Regions from separate parts of the Mus musculus genome. Here region 1 is linked to region 2. The links are chromatin contacts, called in public HiChIP or PLAC-seq maps. All regions are on one chromosome and are shown on one strand. Each heading gives the region's core, a stretch centred on a gene start, on an enhancer-like site or on the middle of the called end of the contact. The rest is flanking DNA. Distances are from core to core; before and after follow the strand shown. Region 1 overlaps Stxbp2 (syntaxin binding protein 2). Region 2 holds the start of Insr (insulin receptor).

The links. HiChIP or PLAC-seq counts read pairs in DNA pulled down with a chosen protein or histone mark.
Region 1: a contact with region 2 is called in an H3K4me3 HiChIP or PLAC-seq map of bone marrow-derived macrophages, with 2.8 times the contacts expected there. The contact joins the enhancer-like site here to the promoter of Insr in region 2. A contact is called at or near these places in 2 of 39 promoter capture datasets (cranial neural crest and maxillary cranial neural crest), 1 of 484 Hi-C or Micro-C datasets (CD4 T cells), 2 of 115 datasets of contacts at active chromatin or transcription factors (bone marrow-derived macrophages and double positive thymocytes) and 3 of 9 other capture datasets (adipose tissue, liver and pancreatic islet).

What each region holds. Positions count from the first base shown.
Region 1 is chr8:3,643,864-3,648,393 of GRCm38.p6, forward strand. Stxbp2 (syntaxin binding protein 2) reads left to right here. Exons shown (of 19, transcript NM_011503.5): 19 at 1-135. Among named protein-coding and RNA genes, the nearest start is that of Retn, 9.6 kb to the right of the region's middle. Within about 2 kb of position 2,143, at least 111 of the 459 cell types and tissues checked have an H3K27ac peak or open chromatin away from gene starts, as enhancers often do. A contact at or near this core is called in adipose tissue and bone marrow-derived macrophages, where this site is marked.
Region 2 is chr8:3,276,296-3,281,046 of GRCm38.p6, forward strand. It overlaps Insr (insulin receptor), which reads right to left and starts at 3,322. Exons shown (of 21, transcript NM_010568.3): 1 at 2,734-3,322. The coding sequence starts at 2,833.

The DNA of each region.
Region 1 (4,530 bases), core at 893-3,392, 370 kb after region 2:
ACTGACTGTAACTCCAGCTCCAGGGAATTCAGTGCTCTCTCCCGGCTTCAGTGCGAACCCAGATACATGTACACCTCCCCCCAACACACAGCAATAAACAAACAAACAGGTAAATAAATGAATAAAAGCACTTCACTCAGATGGCTTTACAGGAATTTATTATTCCACAGTTCTGGAAGTTTGGTCTTTGCTGGAGGTGTTGATTGGTTTGTAGATAGATACCCTTTATTCAAGAAAGGGTATCCTGTAGTTCCAGGCTGGTCTTGTTAAATAGCTGAGGGTGATTTTGAACTCCTGAGTGTTGGGGTTACAGCTGTGCAGTTGGGGTTGCCACTGTGCAGTTTCTGCAGTGCTGGGGGATGAACACAGTTCTTCATGCATGCTAGGCAGGTACTCTTCCAGCTGAACCACATCTCCACCCCTGCAGCTGGCCATTTCTCTGTGTCCTCACATGGTTGCGTTTTGCAGGTGTCCCAATTTCCTCTTCTTATGTCACCACATACTGGATGAGAGCCCACCCTGTGGCCTCATTTTTTTTTTTAAACTTAATTATCTTTAAAAAGACCTTGTTTCTAAATATATTCATCTTGAGATACAAAGGGTTAGGACAAGATCATCTAACTCTTGGGAACAGATACAATTTAGCCCATAGCATTTGAGTAACAGGAGGTATGGTTCAGTGTGTGAATAAGACAGAGAAGGGACCTTCTTTTTGGGGACACAGCCAGGCAGGTATCACAGGTAAAGAGGATTGGAAGGCATCCCAAAGTGTTTCATCTAGAGGTGGGAATAGGAGTAGAAGGGAATGGGAGGCTCAAGGCTACAAAGCCAAAACCATGGAAGGATGCTACATGGTGCCACATGGTGAGCCAGACAGTTAAGTGCTGCCCATGAACAAGAGCACCGGGATTACAGAGCTCACCCAGCAGTACTGGAAGCCCTGGCCTCTGTCTCTGACTTTAGAATGAGATTTTACAAAGGTCTGAGAACTAGGTGGGACCTGGCAAAGCTGGGTGAAGATTTTGTTACTGATGGGCAGTTGAACACTATGGAAGGATTCAGGGGTTCAGGAGCAGGGAGGCCAAGAAGCCCAGTCCAAGTGTTAGAGTGGCCTGGGCTGGAAGCCAAGCACGGTGCCCCCTGTCATTTGGGTCCTGTCTTTTGGGTCCTGCCTGGGCATGTGAGCCATGCAGAGTTGTGGACACAGCTAGGAGGATCCTTTTGATTTTGAGTTCATCAAAGCCCAGGGAATCTAAAGACATTTCTCAGAAAAGTTGAGAACATGAGGCTTGGGATTCTAATCAGATTGTCCTGAGCACCCCAACTCAAAAAGATCATGAAATTTGGAATGAATGAGTGGGAATAAGGAAATCGTCTGTCACAGCCCCCCCCCCCCCTCAATCCCAACCAGCTGTCCTGGTTTCAGTGCAGAAGGGATGGATGGTAAGTGGAGGGAGACAGAGGGTGATCTTCCTGCTCTGTAGCTCAGGCTAGCCTGGAACTCCCTACCGTTTTACCCCAGGTTCTGAAGTGCTGGAGTTGTCTGGCACGGGAGGTTATTCTAAAGTTTAAATGTAAACTCTAAGATCCCTGGCAGCAAACTGCTGTTTCTCTCTGGGATCTGTTTCCGTATTTCAGCGAGGTGAGCGCCAGGGGATGCTGCGGCCCAGATCGTAACCAGAGCTTGGGTGACCTAATTATTAGAGAAGCCTGGGAAGTGGGCTAAGGATTATTTGATGGTTCTCAGCAGAAACAAAACTGTTGCTTAAACTACTCTCATCTTTCCTTTAAAAAAAAAAAAAGTTAAAAAAATACTCATCACATTGTGTAGTCCTGGCTGGCTGGAACCATGTGGACCAGGCTAGCTAGTGCTGGGATTAAAGGTGTGGCCCACCCATCCCGACCGAATCTGATGATACCGACATGAAGGATGAGTCTGTCTTGGGGTTACTACCGCTGTGATGGAATATGACCAAATGCAGTTTGGAGAGGAAAGGGCTTATTTCACTCAGTTCCATATAAGAGTTCATTCATCACCCAAAACAGTGAGGGCAGGAACTCAAGCAGGACGGGAACCTGGAGGTGGAAGCTGGTGAGGCCACAGAGGGCGCTGCTTACTGTGCTTGCTCAACCTGATTTCTTCTAGAAGGCAGTGCCACTCCCTCAAGGGTGGCACCGCCCACAATGGGCAGGGCCTTCCCAGGCTTGCCTACAGCCTAATAGAGGCATTTTCTCAGTTGAGCCTCCTTTTTCTGATGACTCTAGCTTGTCTCAAGCAGACATAAAACTAGCCGGCACAGTGTCTATACTACCAAACACAAATGTTGATTGTGCAAGCATTTATTGCTCTCTGTGGCTACTGTCATCAGCTGAGATCTTGGCAAACCTCCCACATTACAAAGAATCTTTAAGACCCTCTTTATAAGAATAAAATGTCCATCCTTGCTTTCTGTGTTATGTAGGTATACCATTCAGGGAGGCATCCTCTAACCAGTGACACTTTGTTCCTGCCCCAAGGCCTTTGCACCTGCAGCTCTCCCCACCTGTTACCTCCCTTTAGCTCAAGTGTCACCATGTCATCATTACTTGTTACATGTTCTTCGTGGTCCTTTTCCTGACCTGTGGCTTTCTTGGTACCACCATAATGCATCTTCCAGCATCTATTGACCCCCTACCCTTGCCTTCCAGTCTCCCCTAAAACAGGGGCTCAGAACCATGGTATCCATTTTAATTTGATTTAGGGGTTAGTAGCCAGAAAACTGATATGCTTGCTGCATCTTTCCTGTTGCCTCACAACAGGGGACCTGTGTTGTTGTCTCCAGGGATGCTCCTAGCCCTCACTCTCCAGGTAAGATATCAGGCAGGGCTATAGGCATGAATTAACAGTAAAGTGCTCCCCTAGTAAGGGGCTGGGGATGTGGCTCAGAGATAGAGCCTCTGCCTAGGATCCAGTAGTGAGGGTGGGAGTGTGCCTCAGTAGTATAGCATTGGCCTAGCACATTTAAGGCCCTAGATTCAGTCCTTAAACCAGAGAGAGAGAAAGAGAGAGAGAGCCCGCCATTCAATTCTTTATCTAGAACATTTTTGTCTTGTGTGAAATTGCTCAAATCTGAAAACAAGTTGACCAATAGCTCCTTACTGCCAAGAACATTGTGAAAATGTGTCTGGGGTAAGGGGGTGGCCTGATAGAAAGGGAGTGCTTTCTGGGGCAAGGATGACAGCACCAGGGCTCAGCGTTAGCAACACTTGGTGGGAGAAGGGAATCATAGGCAGTGGGCTTTCCTAATTGACTGTCCACAGTCTATTCTGTGTATATGTGTGGTGCTTGGGATAGAACGCTGGCACACTATGCAAGAACTTAACCCTGAACCACGGACTCCATCCACTCACTGGGGGATTCTAGGTAGGGACTCTACCCCTGAACCACGGACCCCAGCCCCTCACTGTGCAAAGCTAGGTGGAAGCTCTTCCTTTGAGCCACACCCTAGCCCCTCCCTGGGGCACATCTAGGCCGGACTCTTTCACTGAGACATAGTCCTAGCATTCCACTTTTTTTTTTTTTTTTTGAGGCAGGGTGGTCTGTTTTTTGAACTTGCTAATTCAAGCTAGACTCTCTGGCCAGTCAGCCCTAGGGATCCTCCTGTTTCTGTTCTCCCCAATTAAAGGCACACAGTTGTAGAGGAATTTTAATCATGGATGTTCTGGCAAGGGATTACATTCAGAGACCTTCTAGGTCCATGTGATCTGGCTGGAATGCAGACAAGTCACAGGCCATTAATCCCTCTGGCTGGAATATAGACATGCCTTTAGGACATACCTTTAATCCCAAACGTGTAGGTAAAGTTAGTTTGTAGAAGGAAGAAGCATGTTTGAATTGTGAACCTGATTGAGGGGCAAGCAAAGTGACAAATCGGGAAAATATTTGACAGAATGACTCAGAGGTAGGACATGCCCAACTCTCACGTGAAAGAGAACAGTAGGTATGGGTAGCAGGGAGACAGTTTTATTAGAACGGTTTTACAGAGAGAGGTTCCAGGTGAAGACAGGAAAAGCTAGAGAATGAGAAGGAGCCAGAAGATTAGAATAGATTGCCAGTGTTAGTTTGAAGCCAAGCAAGGCAATTCTGTGAGAAGCCAGTAAGCTTGAAGAAGAGTCTGACCAGTGAAGCCTAGCTGAACCATCCATCCAAGAACTTAGAACAAGAGAGCTTATTCAGTAGTAAGTCTCAGAGGCTGAAATGTTCTAGGCCTATATTAGATTGTATGGATGCTAGAAGCTTCCAGGCCTAGGCCTGGAAGTAGTTTGAACAGAGAAAGAAATGCCATGGGCTCAGCCCAAACTGTGTATTCGTATATCTTGGGTACGGTTCTCCTCTCATCCTTCCATCTGAAGAAATAAAAGTTACTTTTACACATAGTTTTTTTATGTGGGTGCTAGAAACTTGAATTCAGATCCTTGTGTTTGGAGAACAAGTCCTTTACTGACTGAGCCGCTTTGTCTGCCTTCCTGGTGACCATTTGAATCTGTGTC
Region 2 (4,751 bases), core at 2,072-4,571:
CTCCTGAAAGCTGTCCTCTGATCCCCACACCGTGACTCATGCGTGCGGCCCCACGTACACTCAATTTATAATAAGTAAAGCTGGGCATAATGACTTTAATCCCAGGACTTCTGGGGCAGAAGCAGGCAGGTCTCTGTGAGTTAAGAGGACAACCTGGTCTACATAGGCCAGCCTAGGCTACACACAGGACCTGGTCTCAGCTAGATTAACGAATTAATTAATTAAATTCAAAACTAAGGAAACAGAGAAAGCCAGTAGGCAGCAGGGAACTAGCCATGTGGCCAGCCAGCTGCCTTCATGGTCCTGTCCTTTCATCCCATGCAAAAGCCAGAGGCTTTGAAGAGGTGTGGGAAGGACTCATGAGATCATATTTACAAAGTATGGGGATTTTCTAGAAAATTAAGACTTTTGTTATTCTTGTTGTTGTTTGAGGCAGGGTCACCCGTAGCTCAGGCTGGCCTCAAAATCACTAACTTGGCCCAGGATGACCTTGAACTCCTGATAGACCTGCCTATACCTTCAGAGTGCTTGCTGACAGGCATACAACGCCACACATGGTTTATGTAAGTCTAGGGATGAAACCCAGGGATTTTGTGTGTGCACAGGGAGGGCTACACTCTGGCCACACACCCAGTATATTTACTGCACAAACCCCAATGTCTTGGCTTTCTGTGTGCCATTAGGGAACAATGTTTATATGCACCTACTATGTGTCCAGCACTGCTCAGGTTCTAACATCGGTGAGGAACAAACACCAGGCCCTATCCTTGTGAACACTGCATGTATATTTAAAAGCCCCCAGAAGCTCTGTCTCCTGGGCTCAGGAAGTCCAGACATGGACAAACAATCAATTACCAAAAAATGTAAAAGCAGAGCTCAAGGTACAACACTATGCGCCCAAGTGCACAGGTGCATATACAACATAACCCTACTTCCTTAAGGCCTCAGAGAGCAATGTAGATGTTAACAATCTTGGATTTTTCTAATAAGAACCCAAACCATGGACTGGCTCCGTTTTTACTTACTGAGATGGATGGCTCAGTAAGTCAAAGCACTTGCTGCCCGAGCATGAAAACCTGAGTTCAGATCTCTCCACACCCACCTAAAAGCCAGCACTTCAGCATACATCTATCTATAACTCTAGTGATAAAAAGAGGTGAAGGGAGAGGGGGAACTGGCACTCACAGGCTAGGCAGTGCGGCCAAATCAGCAAACTCAAGGTTCATTGAGAGACCCTGACTCAAAACACAAGGCTGAAAGTGACAGAGACAAACACTGGATGTCAACCTAGGTCCTCTACAAACACACAGGCACAGGAGTGCACACGCGAACACACATGCACACGCACGAACACGTGCACTCGGGCACAAACCAAACCAATGGCCATTCCTCATTGAGTACCTTCTGTATATCGGATCCTGGGGGCCTCAGAGACATTACCAGTTTAGCAGACCCACTCCACAAGATCAACCCAACCTGTTCCATAATCCTGCACCCTCCTCCCAACACACACATCTCCCTCATTCACAAAAGCGTGGCAGTTCCTTCTCTCCTTGACCCCTTCCCTATTGTAATTAATTTCCATTTTCAGAGAAAGCTGAACCAGTAACTCAAAAGACATTTGTCATTGCATGTTTTTTGAAACAGTGTCTAACTAGCCTCAAAACTCACTCAATAGCTGGGCTTGCTTCAAACAACTCGCTATCCTCCTGCCTTGGCCATAACCAAGCACAGAACTATAAGACCAGCCTCTGAACAAATGGGCTAACTGAACCTCATTTTAGCCCTCTCTGAAATGGGTATGTAACTATGTTGGCCTCCAGGGAACACTGGGAGGTTCTAGCGCTAACCAGCCTGGAGACTCATAATCATTCTAATTATAACCATCCTGAAAACTACCCCTACTGTTACTATGATTGCTGTGGGGCCAAAGGTATGCAGACTTTGCCTCTAGACATCTGGAAGTAGAGAATTATAAACATAGCAGCCACAAGGGGTCGATTCTCCAACAAGTGTCCTCCGTCGAAGAGGATACCCCTGGCTTTGGGTTTAAACTGCTCAGATGTCTGAATCTGTTGCAACCCAGTAACCATACTTACTTAAAGCAACCTCAAAGAGCCTCAGAGGACAGATTTGGGGTTAGAGAAAAGAACAGACACAGTTGAGAGGTGCACTGGGGACAGACACCCGAAGCCTGGGCGGGCACTGGGGCAAGGTTCCTCAGACCCGAGATGGACACACGCGGGGTACAGAGCCACAAGCCCAGTGAGCAAAGGCCAAGGTCAGCCGGGGTTTCACGCAGGGCCAGGGCCACCAAACCCACTCTTCCCCTTCCCCAGTGTAAAGATGATCACTATAGGGAGGGGACTCTTCATAGACACAAGGACGCTACGGGAGTCTTCAACCTTCAGTCCGTGGAGAGGGGGCTCTAGGTTGATGGAAGAAGAACGAGAAATGTCCACAACTCTCGTGAAAGGACTATATTGCTGGAGTGGTGAAATGGGTGTCTGTAACCCTGACTCCTTGGTGGGGCCTGGGGGGCTCTAAGTTGTATGGAGCAATGGGAAGGGTTGTCCCCATTACTCAGCCCAAAGGGAGAATTCTCTAGGTTGGCTGTGGCGGTGGAGAGGGGTGTCCCCGACCCTCACTCCTTAGGGTGAGGGTTCTAGATTGGCTGGGGCGGTGGGAGAAGTGTCCCCGACATACTGTGATCGCCTCTTGTCCCAGACTTACCCTCTCCAGGGTACAGGTGGCCGGCTGTGCCCACCAGCAACGCGGCCACGGCCACCAGCAATGGCACAGCCGTCGTCTCACATCCTCTCCCGAAGCCCATAGCAGTAGGAGTGCTGGGACCCCGGCGATCAGAGCACGCCACGCCGGCCTACTGGGGACATACTCCGTGAGAAGGTCTCTGGAGAGGCGCTCGGGGCCGCACGTCCTTCTCTTCCACGCCCGTGGCTCACAGGCCGCAGCTCTCCAGCCTAGAGGGCCCTGGGGACAGTCCCGGGAAGAGCACAGAGGCCTCGGCCGCAAGCAACACCGTGGCGCGGCCCGCAGGTCACCCAGGCCCGGTCCCGTGCCCGCAATCCCAGAGTCCAGAGCTCACCGCGGTGCGTCTCCTGTCCGGGTCTCCTGCTTCTGCCCTCCGTGCAGCTCTGGGTGGGTCGCGTTGTGTGGAGTCTGAGACAGAGGGACGCGCGCACTGGAGGGCACCTGGGCTGGTGGTGGCGGCGGGAGCTAGGGCTCGACTCCAGCCCGTAAACAACGCAGCCCGTCAGCTGGGCCCGCGCGGGCCAAGGGAAAAGGTGGCGCGGATTAAGACAGGGAAGGGACTGTGCGCTCCAGTGAGGCCCGCTGGGGGGGGAGGGGGAGAAAGCCAGCAGAGCTCGGGGAGGCGTGGCCAGAGCTGGCAACGCCACGCCTCCTCGCCTCCTCGCCTCCTCGGCCCCTTTGCCCCCTTGCCCCGTAAAACCCGCAACTTCAGAGACCCGAGGCTCACTTCAGATTCTTCCAATCCCAACACCCCGAACTGCTGGCTTAGAAAGATTACGATTTAAAAGCTTGTAAGCGTTCTCAGATACCAGTGTAACATAAACACCCAAACAACTCTAAGACTCACCTGTCAAACGTCCGGAGCTGCCCATATCCGCACCTGACACGAACGCCCCCAAAGAGTCCCAAAGTTCCGATTTTAAAACCTAGGGGTCCCCAGATCCCCGCCTGACTCGAAAACCACTAAACAGGCCTGAGGTTCCAGTTTAAAAGCCTAGGGACGCCCCCAGGTCCCCTCCTGACTGCAGCAAACACAAGTAACACCGAGGTTCCAATTTAAAGGTCTGGAGCACACTCTAGATCTCCGCCAGATCTAGACACCCCAAATTACCCCGAAATAACAATTTTAAAGTCTGGAAATGCCGCCAGATACCCCAGGACATAAACACCCCAATATGCCCCTAGATGCCAGATTCAACCAAGCACATTTTGTCTTTCTTTACTCCTTTTTACTATTTTTTTGACTCCCGTGGGGAATTCACTTTAATTCTTTACCTTTGATTCTGTTTTTCTTTACAGCCTATGCTACCAATGTCTTACGAGATTCTCCCAACCCTGGCTCTCTCGAGGAGCTAGTAGGCGCCCAACAAGTTCCCTCCCCAGTGAGCTCCCGCCCAGCAGCTTGGAGGCACCAGCTTCCAGGCCACAGCCACGTGTCCACAATGCAGGCAGCCTGTATTCCCTGGCCTGCGCCCCCTCCACCCAGCACTGAATTCCAGCAGAAATCAATAAGGAAATGACTCTAGAAGAACATAACAAGGCTTCTAGAAACACGTTAGAAACTTCATATAGGATCAGAGCAGACATAACTCCATTTTCAACACACATACCAGTAGGTGGCTGTATGTCTAAGAAAGCCATTCACTAGCAGCCCTGCTCAACCACATCATGAGGCGCTAACCCTGTCGGTGCCTTAGGAATATGTGCAGTACAGAGTCCTCTATCCTTTGCTTCACATGTTCACTCAGACCCGGACTGTGGCTGCTGGTCTGTGCAATGGGTTTGACAATATCTGTAAAAAAAAAGGTAAAAATAAAAGTAAAGTGGCAAGCAATAGAGAAAGACACTTAAGGTCAACCTTTGGCCTAGCACACCACACCACACACACACATAAACACACACATACAAACATATACATAAACAGAAAGAGAGAGAGAGAGAGAGAGAGAGAGAGAGAGAGAGGAGAGAGAGAGCGCTAA